Regions from separate parts of the Mus musculus genome. Here all the other regions are linked to region 4. A link is a contact called in public ChIA-PET and promoter capture Hi-C data. All regions are on one chromosome and are shown on one strand. Each heading gives the region's core, a stretch centred on a gene start, on an enhancer-like site or on the middle of the called end of the contact. The rest is flanking DNA. Distances are from core to core; before and after follow the strand shown. Region 1 holds the start of Taok2 (TAO kinase 2). Region 2 holds the start of Il27 (interleukin 27). Region 3 holds the start of Doc2a (double C2, alpha). Region 4 holds the start of Zfp688 (zinc finger protein 688).

Evidence for each region. Promoter capture Hi-C pulls out the DNA fragments that hold promoters and counts their contacts. ChIA-PET counts read pairs in DNA pulled down with a chosen protein or histone mark.
Region 1: an RNA polymerase II ChIA-PET map of memory CD8 T cells shows a contact between it and region 4, with 24 read pairs. The contact joins the promoter of Taok2 here to the promoter of Zfp688 in region 4. A contact is called at or near these places in 3 of 39 promoter capture datasets (hippocampal neurons, liver and pre-B cells), 1 of 115 datasets of contacts at active chromatin or transcription factors (memory CD8 T cells) and 2 of 9 other capture datasets (adipose tissue and liver).
Region 2: a contact with region 4 is called in a promoter capture Hi-C map of neutrophils, with 6 times the contacts expected there. The contact joins the promoter of Il27 here to the promoter of Zfp688 in region 4. A contact is called at or near these places in 3 of 39 promoter capture datasets (liver, neutrophils and pre-B cells) and 1 of 9 other capture datasets (liver).
Region 3: a promoter capture Hi-C map of liver shows a contact between it and region 4, with 4 times the contacts expected there. The contact joins the promoter of Doc2a here to the promoter of Zfp688 in region 4. A contact is called at or near these places in 3 of 39 promoter capture datasets (hippocampal neurons, liver and pre-B cells), 1 of 115 datasets of contacts at active chromatin or transcription factors (pro-B cells) and 1 of 9 other capture datasets (liver).

The regions. Positions count from the first base shown.
Region 1 is chr7:126,883,494-126,887,037 of GRCm38.p6, reverse strand. Taok2 (TAO kinase 2) reads left to right here and starts at 2,071. Exons shown (of 16, transcript NM_001163775.2): 1 at 2,071-3,132. Tmem219 (transmembrane protein 219) reads left to right here. Exons shown (of 6, transcript NM_026827.1): 6 at 723-819.
Region 2 is chr7:126,592,799-126,596,277 of GRCm38.p6, reverse strand. Il27 (interleukin 27) reads left to right here and starts at 1,256. Exons shown (of 5, transcript NM_145636.2): 1 at 1,256-1,398; 2 at 3,347-3,479. The coding sequence starts at 1,368.
Region 3 is chr7:126,845,664-126,849,152 of GRCm38.p6, reverse strand. Doc2a (double C2, alpha) reads right to left here and starts at 1,600. Exons shown (of 11, transcript NM_010069.1): 1 at 1,121-1,600; 2 at 291-738. The coding sequence starts at 567.
Region 4 is chr7:127,419,902-127,423,418 of GRCm38.p6, reverse strand. Zfp688 (zinc finger protein 688) reads left to right here and starts at 1,385. Exons shown (of 3, transcript NM_026999.4): 1 at 1,385-1,610; 2 at 1,901-2,014. The coding sequence starts at 1,415.

The sequences.
Region 1 (3,544 bases), core at 822-3,321, 540 kb after region 4:
GCTCCAGTGGATCTACTGAATGGGGATCCCTGGTACTGGTGTCTACTCTGCCAAAGCGCTTTATGCCTTCACTCAGTCACCAGGGCACATAGAAAACCGTTTTCTCTGCTAACTAGATCTTTGGAGGGAAAGAGCTTGGCAAATGTAGTAGATGAGGTCCTCATAGTACTAATACTACTAATTTACAACATCTCTCTTAGTGAATAAAAGCAATCCAGAACAGCTCTTCATCTTCTCTCTCTCTCTCTCTCTCTCTCTCTCTCTCTCTCTCTCACACACACACACACACACACACACACACACACACACACACACACACACGTTTGAGAGCTGCATGCTTTTCGTCCTGCTCCTAAGCCCTCCCCAGGTTCTGCTGGCCTCTGTGTGCTAGGACATCTCTGTGGGAGAAGCTGAAACAGCCTAGACTGTGGAATGAATCCAGCCCAGAGGAACTGGAAGCTCAGAGAACACTGCTAATTTTCCTTTGGGCCAGGCCTCACCACCCATCTTTTTACAATAGGAAACAGTGGAGCCTATTCACTCGGAAGTGGGAAAAGGCATCTAGCTTTTTGGCTGCTGGTTGATCCTAGAGTTCCAAGGCTACCCCAGTGGGATTGAGTGCCAGAACCTATCCCTAGATGTCGCTTCCTCTGATTTTTGAATCCTTGCAGAAATTCATCCAGGGGTTTTCTTACCTGTCCTGTTTTCTTCCTTTTCTCCAGGTACAGGTCAAGTTCTTGGGGCCCACTTCTGAGTTTAGAAGACCTATTACAAAAAGTGAAGAACTAGACTGTGGGAAAATAAATGGCTTTTGACTACTATTGTGTAAGGTACTTACTGGGGATTGGATTAAAGTAAATACTGGGGACTTTTCCTTGTTGACGTAAAAGAATTTTTTTGTTTTGTTTTTCGAGACAGTTTCTCTATGTATCCCTGGCTGTTCTGGAACTTACTTTGCAGACCAAGCTGGCCTAGAACTCAGAGATCCTCCTGCCTTTGCCTCCTAAGTGCTGGGATGAAAGGCACATGCCACCACTCCATGGGGGCTTTTCTTTCTTATTGGGTGTGCTCATGCCATGGCCCGTGCATGGGGGTCCCAGAGCAGTTGTGCTCTCTTCCTCAACCCTTGCATGGGTTCAGGGGATAGAACACAGGTTACCAGCCTTTTCTCAGCAAGCACATACTTAGTCATTTTGCTCCTGTCCAATTTTGTGGCACTGTGGGTTGAATGTAGAGCCTCGCCTACACTAGGCAGGCAAGCACTCTACCACTGAACAGGCTCCCCAGCCTTGTTTTGTCACGTCTCACTATAGAGCCCTAGCTGGCTTCAAATTCAGAGATCTGCCTGCCTCTACCTCTCAAGTTGCTGGGATGAAAAGCCTGGGCCCCCTGGCCTGGAACTCAAAATCTTTGGATGTCACCCTCTCTAGTTTCCTGATGATTAGCGTCTTGTTACCCTTGTTGACCTTAGTTTGAAATACAAGTTGGCATAGGTCACTTAAAACTGTGGCCGTGTTGGTGGATTTGCTTTGGAAAATATTTGTGGTTTTTTGTTCTTTGTTTGTTTGTGTGTCTGTTTGTTTTTTGTTTTTGATACTGGAACTCCATTAGGTTACATACCCTGCAGAACTGGTATCCTCCTGCCTCAGCCTCAGCTTGCTGAGTGCTGGAATTGTAAGCATTAATCTAGCACTATATACTCTTTAGACACACTGTGAACACAACTGTGCTACTTTGTCATTTGTTTTCTTCCATGAACTTAAATTGATGTTCTGTGTATGAAATGCTTAATGCGTTTTGGCAAGTTATACAATCCTACTGGACCTCAATTTTCCAGTAGGGATTTGACCCATTGGGTTTTCCGAACTTTGGCACATCGTTCTCGCACTTGGGAGCTCAGGTTTAGTTTAGATACTTGTGAACATAATAATGGTCCGGTTTCCCGCCTTTCCGGCGCCCAGCTGCCAGCAGCCTTGCTTTACTCCTTTCAGCCTTTACCCTGCACGCAGGCGCAGACCACAGCTTTCCTTCCTAGAGCACCCCCTCAGAGCTTCCCCTAGCAACAGGCTCAGTCGCAGCGCGAAAGCGTGGCGGGCGCATGCGCCACAGCTCTCTCCACCAGCAGTCCTTGGACCGCGCGCTTGGGCTCCACCCCAAGCAAGCCAAGCCTTTCTCCTCTCCTCTTCCCACCAAGGATCCGCGTGGCGGGGCGCGCGCGCACTTGGGCTCGAAGGCAGCTTGTCGTCTGGGCCGCGGCGGCTACTGGCGAGGGGCGGGGCTATTTCCTTTGGGGCCCCACCCCTTTGGCCCGGCGTGCATACCGCGCCTGCGCGCTCCCGCCCGGTCTCCATCTTGGAATTGGGAGGAAGAGAGAGAGGGAGAGAGAGGGAGGCCGGGACGAGAGCAGGGCTGTGGTGCGGTGAGAAGCTGAGACGAAAAGGAAAGGGAGTGAGGCACAGGGACCATCAGCAGCGCCTCCGCTACAGTCCTTCAGCTGTTCCGGAGAGAGAGGACGGGAAAGGGAGTAGGCCAGGGCTGGAGTAGGGGCTGTCACTCTCGGACCCCAGCCTTAGAGGGGCCGTGCAGCCGGGCGTCCTCGGGGTGGGCCCCTTGTCGTGGCCGAAGACCTGGGGCTCAGGCCCCTGGGTCCCAAATTTTGGGGCTTGGTCCCTTGTTTCTCAGATACCCAGGTATCAAACCCTCGTATATCAGATATCTGGGACCCAAAGTCCCAACCTTTACAAACCTGGGTCTCTGTTTTATAGAATTTAAAATACCTGGGATTCAGGACCCTGTGTGCACCAATATCCGGGGTTCATCCTCCAAGCGATCAGATATCGGACTCATTTTTAGCCCTTGCAAATATACGGGGCTCAGACCCCACAATCGGAAATCCGGGATTCAGCAACTGTCGCCCTCGAGTTGGGGGAGGACTGGACCGCGAGGTCAGATCAGGTTGTCACCCCCTCCCCTCCAGGGGAGGCTTCCCGGGCCCGCCCCTCAGGAAGGGCGAAAGCTGAGGAAGAGGTGGCGAGGGGGAAGGTCTCCTTGCCCCTCTCCCTGCTTGTCAGAGCAACTGGAGTACCCCAGGCGGAAGCGGAGGCGCTGGGGCACCATAGTGACCCCTACCAGGTGAGAGACATGGGTGTATGGGCATGAGCCCCTCTGGTCAGCTCCATGCCGAGAAGCTGGGGCTGGGTAGGCCCTCTCCTCAGGATAGGGATTCCTGTTGGGCCCATGGTCAGTCTCTGGCCAGCCCAGTCTGCTTCTGTTGCTACCTCTTCTCCCTTTCTCTTGCCTTCATTGTGTCTGGTTGAAGGGGTACTCTCAGGTGACAGGGCCTGTCTTGTCACCAAGGGTCACGCCCTAGGATGCTTAGCCAATCAAATGGCTTTCCACCTTTCTAGTCTTTATTAATTTTGCCCTCACAACCACCTCTTCATGATTTTATTATACTCTTTTTTTTTTTTTTTCCCCAAGACTGCTCTAGGGTGTTGATTCCCATGTAGGTGGACTGGCTTATTTATTTATTTAGATTGAGACA
Region 2 (3,479 bases), core at 7-2,506, 830 kb after region 4:
ACGCCTGCATGGACCAGGGCGTTCTGCTCCAGCTTCCCTCTCCTTCCCTGAAGCTCTCTAATAGCTTCCAGGACTTGCTATTTCCCTGGCACTGTGGCTCAAGAATCCTTAGATGGGCAGTTCCTAGGCAGGGATGAAGAGGTGCAATACCCGAAGGGGAAACCCCCTTAGTTTCTATCTCACAGCAAGAACCCAGTAGGGAAACCCCACAAGTCCCAAAAGGAAAGCAGGACTTTGGGGAAGAGCAAGAAACCCCCATGCTCTCTCCGAAGATGGGAAACCAAGGGTGTGGCTGAGAGCAGGTTGTGATGGAAGGAATGCTATAGTCAGGCCCCAGCCCTGAGAAGATCATAGGTTTCTGTGATCTTCATGGTGCTGAAGCGCTGGGATTACTGCAGGTTTTGGCTGAGCCTTGACCTGACCTCATGCAACCCCAAGCTGGCCACAGGCTGAACCTCAATTCTCCTTGGTTGAGTGCTTACCCTAGTGTAAGCCTTCACCTTACCTGAATCACAGCTTCAGTCAGAGACTGCACAGCTCTGTCCCTGATGAAGCTCTAAGCCTAACCCTGACCAGCCACAGCAGAAGGTTCATTGATAGTTCTGGCCCCAAACACGGAGAGACCACATACACTGGCCTCAGGCTAGCCGTGGAGTTTAACCTTAGATCAAGTTCTGACTCTTTCATATGGACTGACCCCTAATCCTATGTGACTCTGTTCATAGACGGAGCCATTGTCTGAATGAGGCTGATCATGAAACCGTGGCCTTGAGATGGGTCTCCTTCATCCATGATACTTACTTACAGACACCTGAATGACAGCTCTCAATGCAACAAACCAGTTCCTGCCCCACCCCACCCCCACCACAGACTCATCCAGCACCATGGAACTACAACTTCCCGCACACTCTTCAGCCATCTGGTAAACCAAATGAGGGTATGGATGAGTCACCTCCACTGAGTCCCCTCTTACGGGTAATTCCCTTACCTGGCCATCTGTCATTCACTGGACAATGGACTGCCATGGCCCTTGGATGCTCGTGACTGTGGAGAAGCACAAGGAGGTCGGGTCTTTTGAGTCCCACCAGTGGACAGTGCTGTGTGAGTGGCCAGAGTCTCAGGGGTGGGGAGGGGAGGGAAGGGCTGGACCTGGGTCTGGAGCTCAGATGGGCTGAAACCCCAGCTTCCTGCCACCCCCATGCTTCCCCCTCTGGGAAGGGAAATTACGTTTCCCCATTTTAGCCAGGGAAGACTTAGTGAACACAAAGCTGAAAGTACAAGTAGGACAGAAAGTGAAACTGGGCGCAGCCCCCAGTATAAGACCCCCCTACCCAGGAGATGGCTGCACACAGAGGCTGGGCCCTGACATGGGCCAGGTGACAGGAGACCTTGGCTGGCGTGAGTTGGAAGCGGCGACTGGGCTGAGGGCTGGGAGGTTTGGTGGAGCCCAGGAGAGGTTGGGAAAGTTTGACAGGTAGGGTTGGGGCAGAAAGTTGAGGGGCAACACGTTGGCCACGTAGACAGGCATGGCTAGCTGACCACGGGAATGAGACTAGTGTAAGTGGGCAGGGGTTAGAGCAGTGGAATTATGGTTGGCTGGGTAAGTGATAGCAGTGTCTGGGATGTGTCAGGAGGACTGGACAGGCAACCTGGCCAGGAGCAGGACTAAACAGACAAATGAAGAGTGTAGAGGGAAGAGGCTGAGAACCGAGGACAGTCAGAGGAACGGCACAGGGGAGCTGGTAAGAGCGGTGACTGGGACCAAGGGGGCAACCTCTCTGGGTAAAGGTCTCTAACTTACCCAAGGTCTGGAACTTAGAAGGTTGCCCAGTCTGCAGCTGGGAGCTGAAGGACTCGGAACAGAGTTGTAGGAAGAGGGGCAAGTTGTAGGCTGGGTAGGCTCAAGGGCTGGAGCATGAGGGCGGGATTCTCTACAAAGGGGTCTTGGGGTGTCTAGAATTTTGAGAGGTGGTAAGTGGGTATGAGCTGGCACACCTTAGTCTGGGATGTAATATTTACCAAGGCCTAAGGGTTCATGCCTTCTCCCCATCCTAGAGCTAGGAAGAATTCTATTTAGTCTCCAGGATATTAGGGAGTCAGAATGGTTCTCAAGCCAAGAAACCTGAATGCCAGAGATCTCAATCACTGCCCACTTCTGAAAGTACATGGGGAAAATAGATGTCGTCCCCCACGCCCCCAAGCTTTCATTAACTACTGCTGAGGGCACTTTAGGGAGGTTTATAGATTATGAATGGATAGAAGGGACCTGGAGAGGAGCAAGGGTGGGGAGAGACTTGGGGATAGTTTTGGTTTGGGTTTCGGGGAGAATTGTGTAACTCCCGCTTGAGAGAGAAACCACTGAAGATTGCCTTCTTCCCAGAGCTCCCACTTCACAGCCCTGCTCCCTCTTACTACAAATTGCAGGGCTTGAAGTCCCCTGAAAAGTCAGATAGCATGACTCTCACTCCACAGCTGGGAGCCTGGGACACAAAAATAAGAGGTGACCTGCTCAAGGCAGGATGAAGACACTAGCCTCCCCCTCCATCAGTGCCATCCCCACCACATGTCCCTTCCAGGACCATACTGCTAATTTACCCTAGAAGGGCTCAGTGCACAGTGGCATATTTTCCATATGAGTCCCTAGAATAGAACCACTGGCTTTGCCAGGTCTTCCCTAGGGCCCTAGGTCTGTTTAAAGCCTCAGGGCTGTCTGGGTGAACCCAAGGAATCCTTGGCAGAACACAGTGTTGCCACCTCTGGAGCAGGTGGGTTCTTCCTCTGAGTTCCCTGGGGATAGAGTACTGGCCTGTGTTTGGGTGGATCTGGAGTCCAACCCTGCCTCCCTGACCTCTCACTGACTAACCGTGGCTAGTCACTTTACCCAGTCTCAAGGGCTAGGGCACACACATGCAGTTATGTAGGCTGGGCACTGGAAAAGGCAATTGACTAAGGGATCTAGTTGGAGTGTGTGTATTAAGATCCTGCTTTTGGGGCTTGGAGGTGGTAGCACACACCTTTAATCCCAGCACTTGGGAGGCAGAGGCAGGCAGATTTCTGAGTACAAGGCCAGCCTGGTCTACAGAGTGAGTTCCAGGACAGCCATGGCTACACAGAGAAACCCTGTCTAGAAAACAAAACGAAACAACAACAACAACAACAAAGATCCTGCCTTTGGTGTTCTTACAACAGTGTGCAGAGTGACATGGGGGTAGCCTCTGTGGTCCAAATGATGGTTCTAAGAGGGTAGCTTGAAGATGCCAAAGAGACTCAGTGCTTGTATAGATCGGTTTCTTCCTTCTCCAGGGTTCTCCAGCCTTTATCTTGTCACCTTTCCTCCTTTCTCCAGGGCTCAGCCTGTTGCTGCTACCCTTGCTTCTGGTACAAGCTGGTTCCTGGGGGTTCCCAACAGACCCCCTGAGCCTTCAAGAGCTGCGCAGGGAATTCACAGTCAGCCTGTACCTTGCCAGGAAGCTGCTCTC
Region 3 (3,489 bases), core at 351-2,850, 570 kb after region 4:
ACCTGGTGGCTAAAAGGATGTGTCCACATCTCTGCTGGCCTGCCAGTGTATGTGCAGGAGGCTGAGCAGCCATGTGCATGCCTGCGTCTAGGTCCCTGGCTCGGCCGCAACTGTCTGTGTGGGTGGTGGAGTGTCTCAGCAGAAATATTGAATATTGAGCCTTGCTGAAGCTGTAATCTGCACCCAGACTGCAGCTGTGGTGGCGGGACTGCCCTCCCTCCTCCCCATCCTCCACGCACACATTCAGGAGGCTGCTCTCTCCCACAAGCTCACTGAGCCCCCAGACTCACTGGTATCATCCGAGTCGTAGCTGTCTACCTCAGCTCCATCGTCGGGTGTAGTGGCCCCAAGGAGAGCCGCAGGGGGGGCCAGAGCCAGAGGGGCCAGATGAGCTGGGGCTTCCCCGCAGCCCGTGCCACCGCCGCCGCCGCCACCCTCTGGTCCTGGCCCCCTGCGAGGGAAGTAGTCGGAGATCTGGCGGATGGGCCTGATGGGTCCAGGGCACACGTTGATGGCCATGTGCTCCTGGATGTTGATGGTCATGCGATCGCCCCTGCGGCCCCTCATGCAGCACCTCTGACTGGGAGACGGGTGTAGAGCTGGAGTGGCCGGCTGGGGTCTGTAGGAACCTCACTGCCCTCCCTTCCTGGGTGTCGAGGGAAAAGATGATCTGCGCTGGCTGGTGGGCAGGCAGGAGGCCTGGCTTCACAAAGGGCTGGGTGGGTTGCCAGATCAGTCCTAAAGCAGACAGGTCGTGACTCCCCCTTAACCCTGCTCACTACCTGCACATTGTCCCTCTGTCACCTTTCCAGGGTTTTCCTCTCATCCTGGGCTCTCCCTCTGTCCCCATCCCCTCAAGTCCTCCAGGGACCCCACAGCTTCCCTCCTTTGCTGCTTGCTCTGAAGCTCTGGCCATCTTCTGCACCAGGCGCGGGGCTGGCCAGGGTGTCACCCACCCCTCTAGGCTTCTCTTCACTCAGCCCAAGCTTCTGCCTGCCTGCCTGCCTGCCTGCCTATCCCTAACCCGGGTCATCCGTTCTCCCAAGGTAGGGACCCCCTGCCTCGTTTTCTCCGCCTCTCACCCTCACCCGCGCTCCCCTGGCCAGTCCAGCCCCCGCACCTGTCCCTGAGCCTCCAACAGGTGCCCGGCACGGGCGGCCCGTGGGCGCAGGCTGGGCGGCGGCGGCGACTGCGGCGCGGCGGGCGAGGACCGAGCGAGAAGCGGCGCGGGGCGGGAGTGGCGGGAGCTGCTGCGGGCGGCCGGGAGGGGCGCGGGGCGCAGAGGGCCAGACACGGGCCCCAGAACGCACGCGAGTGCACACTCGACACGTGTGCTCGTGCTCACGCCCGCCCGTGAGCCTTGGGCCAGCTCACACGCGTGCACACTCACCCGAGAACTTGGCGTGCACCTCCGCGAGAGGCGCCCGGTGTTCCCCAGCTCCTCCCGGGAGACCCAGGCCCCCGCCCCGCCGCGCAGCCCTGGCGCCTCCCGCTGCCCCGCCTCTCGCCTTCGCTGGCTCCCAGGGCTCCAGGGCCCGACCACCCGGCCTGGTTGCCATAGCGACGCTGGTTTCCACTCACACCCCCATCCTAGAAAGCACCAGAGGGGAAAGGAAAGGGCAGCTGTCCTACCCCTGGGTGTCCGTGGGTGTGGCTTAGAGATCCGCAGTGACCTAGGGACCCGCCGGCGAAAGAGGAGAGACCTGCTCCTGCCGCTCTGGGGAACCACATTCGGAAGAAGACTGGCTTTCCCATCCCTCCTTCCATCTTGTGATTCAACTCAGCCCTTAGAACCTAGGTCTCTTTATCAGACCCACATCTCCCACCACCCTCTGTCATCTCCAGTTCTGTCCCTCGAACCTTCAGTTACCACGAACTGCCTCCTGCCTCTCGCCACTAGCCTTCTGTCTTGTTTTTTAAATATCTTAATGGGCATTAGCCAGATGGGAAGCTTGGGTTGGCCTTGAACTCCTGACTCTCCTACCTCACTGGGATTACAGGCTGTGTGCTAACAGGAGGCTTCAACCCTAACCTTTGATTTTCTTGCGTCCTGAACTTACCTCCTGGAAAGACCAAATCCTCAGAGAGGCCCTTCAAGCCAAGAATCCCCTGGCCACAGCTGGCAAGTAACCTTCAGTTTCAGAGCATTGCCGCCACCTCTAGGATCCTTTGCTCCTGAAAACTGCCTTCCGGGTCATTACAGTCACCTGATCCTAGCAGTCTTCTGGAGTGCACACACACACACTCACACACACACACACACACACACACACACACACACACACTTATATCTCTCTATATTCCTCTATCCATAACCCTTAGACTCAGCTCTGATGACAGTTTAAATCTCCCTGTTTACAGCCGGGGAGTTGCGGCAGAGAACAGGGGCTGATTCATCTCGGACCGGCCTGACACTAAGTCAGCCTCACTAAATATTGGGACTCAACAGAGAAATTCTTCTGCCCAACATGTGACTATGCTTAATACTGACTAACTGTACACTTGAACATTGTCCAGGCCTGCGGCCCCTGGTACAGTGTATGATCCCTAACACCAAATAAAAAAGATAACATGGGCTGGGCATAGTGGCACACAATTTTAATCCCAGAACTCGGGAGGCAGAAGCAGGCGGATCTCTGAGTTCGATACCAGCCTGGTCTACAGAGTGAGTTCCAGAACAGCCAGGGCTACACAGAGAAACTGTCTCTGGAAAAAAAAAAGAAAGAAAGAAAAAGAAAAGATAACATGGTAGTCGTTACATGTAAATTTTACATGTTTGTATTTTAAAACTTTTTTAAAAGAATACTATAAAGTCACATTATATAACACAATACCAGTCACCTATGAAATGGGCAAAATTCAAGTCTCAGCACTCTTAACTTACTAATTAAATGAGTTAATGGCACTGCTGGTGCAACTGGTCTGACACTGGATCACAAATACACATGCTCTTTGGAACTCCAGCTCCGACCTTATCCTAGCAATATACCCAGCAATATACACAATAATAGTTCAAGATTCTTACCTACAACTTTTTTTTTTTTTGAGATAGGGTATCTCAGTATAGTCCTGGTTGTTCTGGAACTCACCGTGCTTTTAGACCAGGCTGACCTCGAACTCAGATCCACCTGTCTCTGCCTCCCGAGTCCTAGTATTAAAGCCATGCACCACCACCAACTGGCTTACCTACAACTGCTAAAAAGAAAACAAATGAAATGTTCATGAATGGGAGGCTGGTTAAATCAGCTATGACATAATTTCCCATATCAAAATAGTATATAGCCATGAAAAATGAGGCTTCTGAGATACACACACACACAGTTGTCTTCATCTTCTCTCTTTCGCTTAAACCAAGATGCAGAGTGCATAGCAGCCCATGGGAATGCTGCTGTTTGAATGAGGGGAAGACCTCACACATGTTTAATTGTTCATGTATTATTTCCAGAAGACTGCACAAGAAAATGGTAACTATGGTGACCGCTAAAGAGT
Region 4 (3,517 bases), core at 136-2,635:
CTCTTTTCCCATCTCAGCAGGAGTTGTCCCACAGGAGCGGTGGGTGACACCTTTCCTGCCTCAGCCTACAGCCTTGGTGAATTGAACACCACTGCAGGAGCTGTCCACCCCCTCTCTAGCCTCCCCACACAGCTCCACAGAGATGCTACCTCAATCAAAGCCATCTGTAGCCATGGGCCCAATGCAGGAAAAGGGGGTGGTGGAAAAAAGCCACCAATCCCTGAGTAGGAAAAACAACAACAACAACAACAACAACAAAACCCCACTTCTCTCTGAGCATGAAAACCCACCAACACTTGAACAGGGAAAAACAAAACAAAACAAAACAAAACAAAAAAAAACACCAAGCCCTGAGCTCCCCAAGATCAGGATTTGAAATCCCACCAATCTTTACTCTCTGCCCTGAAAAGCTCTACCCCCTAAGAAGTCCTATATAAGGTCTGCCCTCTGTTCACTTCCCTATTGTCTGCTCCAAGGAGCAGAGGGCAGCTTTCTCTGGATTCATCCCTCCACACATTGGACCCTCCAGCTTGTGGTTCCTGAGCCCCCATGTCTCAGAATACCCTTCCCTTAGGAGACTGTCCCACCTCTGGGCTGTGTGGTTCCTGGGCTTCCACGTCCCAGAATATGCTTTCATCCGAGCAGAAACACACTAAGCACACCCCTTAGCCTGTAACTTAAATATACAGACTAAGCGAGCAGAACCACCGGTTCAAGTATTCTGTCAACTTCTCTGAAGACACGAACTGAGTTTCTGAAATGCAATACTCAGGCTTTGCCAGGTTCTAGAGGCTAACCATCAGATTCCAGTTACATCAGCAGGACGCACACTGGGAGACTGGGGAGACACTATCTCAGGCACCAGGGATGCCCAGGTCCTCAGAACAGTTTCAGATGTCCCGCCATTCCGAAGCCAATTGCAACACTGCTGCTCCTTGCCGTTACAGCCAATCATCAGCCGTTGTAATTGCGCACAGAGGTCCATGAGGCAGCAGGTAGCGGGTATTTTTTGAAGGTCTCTCTTTCCTACACATAGAAACGAACACCAACATTCCTGAAGCGGTCATTGTATTTAAGGGCAAATGGGGCGCCGCGGGCAGTGGAAGTCCGAAGTTTGTTAAGCTGCAGAAAGGGCACCTCAGTGCCGTCAATGACAACTGAAGCTAGGCGGTCTCCATGTTTTCTGAAGACATCTTTCGGTTCCCTTCACACCTTCGTGTCTTTGTGTGAGCAGCTGTGGAGTAAACACTATTGCTCTGCATTCCCTTGCGGCCAGTAAGGCTGCCGCGTTCGTTCCGCACGCGTTGCTAGCAACTGTGACCAAGGGGCGTGCCAAGGGCGTGGTTTCCCGCGGTTGCGGAGGCCGGAAGCGGAAGGCTAGGGCAGCCAAGCCGCTGCCTGGGCAGGATCCCCGATGGCGCCACCCCCGGCCTCACTGCTGGTTCCGATGCCTGGGGAGATCTGGCCCGGTTTCAGGAAGCCTGAGCTTGTGAGCTTCGCGGACGTGGCCGTGTACTTCTCCCCGCAGGAGTGGGGGTGTCTGCGGCCCGCGCAGAGAACCCTGTATCGGGAGGTGATGCGCGAGACCTACGGCCTCCTGGGCGCGCTCGGTGAGGCCCCGAGTCAGAGCCCCGCCCCCATCCTCCTGGGGGTTCACCGGGGAGTTGCAGTAGACCGATCAAGTGGATTATGAGCCCTCATCCCGCACTTTTCCACCAGCAGCATCAGTCACCTTCCATTCTCAGGGCTTCCTCGGGAGTCTCCATTCAGGCAAGAGCATCGCAAACCCTGTCCAGGTTAATGTGTGCATAAGTTCCGAGGAGGTGCCCTCACCCTAGTGGGATGCTATCTGCCCCGGCCAGCCTCTCAGGCCAGCACTGTGACCCCTGTTCTCTCTCAGGGTTCCCGGGCCCCAAACCAGCCCTCATCTCTTGGATGGAACAGGGGAGTGAGGCTTGGAGCCCCGCCGCCCAGGATCCTGAGGAGGGGGAAAGCCTGGGAGGAGCTCCGAGAGGTGAGGGATTGTCCCAAGTCCTCCTGAAACCTTGTTTGTCCGGGGGTTTCTTCTCTAGTAAACCTTTCTTTCAGATTCCCCATTCCAGCATCCCTACAGATTAGAGCCTACATGTTCAGATACTAAAGAAAAGAAAGCCTATCTACTCCAGAGTTTTGGAAATTCAGGAGAGCTGTCCTATTAAAAACAGTAGGGGGGCTGGAGAGATGGCCCATGAGTCAAGAGCACCTACTGTTCTTCCTAAGTACCAGCGTTCAATTCCCAGCACCCACACGGCAGCTTACAGCTGTCTGTAACTCCAGTTCCAGGGGACCTGACACCCTCACACAGAACCAAATGTAGGCAAAACACCAATGTATATAAAAACAAATAAATACATCTTAAAAAAAAAAACAGAGTAGGAGAATCTAGAACTCAAAGAATGTTTATGTTTCCAGATGTTTGTTAAAATAACACTCATTTCCCCTTTTTAAAACTAACTAAGGCTGGTCATTGTGGCACACACCTTTAATCTCAGTACCCCGGGGGGACAGAGGCAGGGGGATTTGAGGCCAATTGAGACAACATACTGTGAGACCTTGTCTCAGCTCACCACCCCTACCCTCCAAAAATCCCTAAAATGCCCCTAAAAATAGAACTTGTCTGCCTATCATAGTTCTTGAACAAGGCAAAGTGGTACACAAGAAAAGTGTCTGCCTGGATAATGACAGCTTGGCTCGTCTCCCATCTCTACCCTGAGTGGAAGAACCCTGAAGCAAATATGGTGCCTCATCTATCAAAGAACCGCTGCACCAAAACCAACTACAAAATACACCAGTAAATACTGTTTATTGAGCATTTACTAAGTGACCAATAAGCATGTATGTATTTAATCCAACAATCCTGGAAGTCAGGGGACCGTTACTTTTTCCCATTTGACACAGGAGGAAGGGGATTTTAACTGACTTTCAACAACTCCGTGTTAGCCACCGGGCTATGCTTTGGTGCTGCCTGGGTAACAGCTAGAGTGGTCAGTGCAGACGTGTTAGGTTTTACTGAAACTTTTTTCCTAAGATTTATCTTTATTATTTTTCATTCTGTGTCAGTGTATGGGTCTCCATAAGTGCAGCTGCCCAGGGAGACCGGAGTCATGAGCGTCCCTGATGCTGAAGTTACAGTGGTTGTAAGCTGCCCCATGTGGGTTTGGGGAAGTAAACTCAGGCCCTGTGGAAGGACAGCAAGTGCTCCTAACCACTGAGCCATCCCAGCCCCGGGTTTGTTTTATTTTTGTTGTGTTGATTGTTTTCATTTTTAAGACAGGTAGCTCTGGCTGGCCTGGAACTCAGCATTTAGACCGGGTTGTCTCCAAACCCACAGAAACCTACCTGCCTTTCCTCTGAAGTGCTAGGGTTAAAGGTGAGCAACGATCACACCCTACTATCCTGTTTTTGAGACAGGATCTCACTATGTAGGCCATGCTGGCCTCAAACTTATGGCTATCTTCCAGCCTCACCTTTTCCAAAT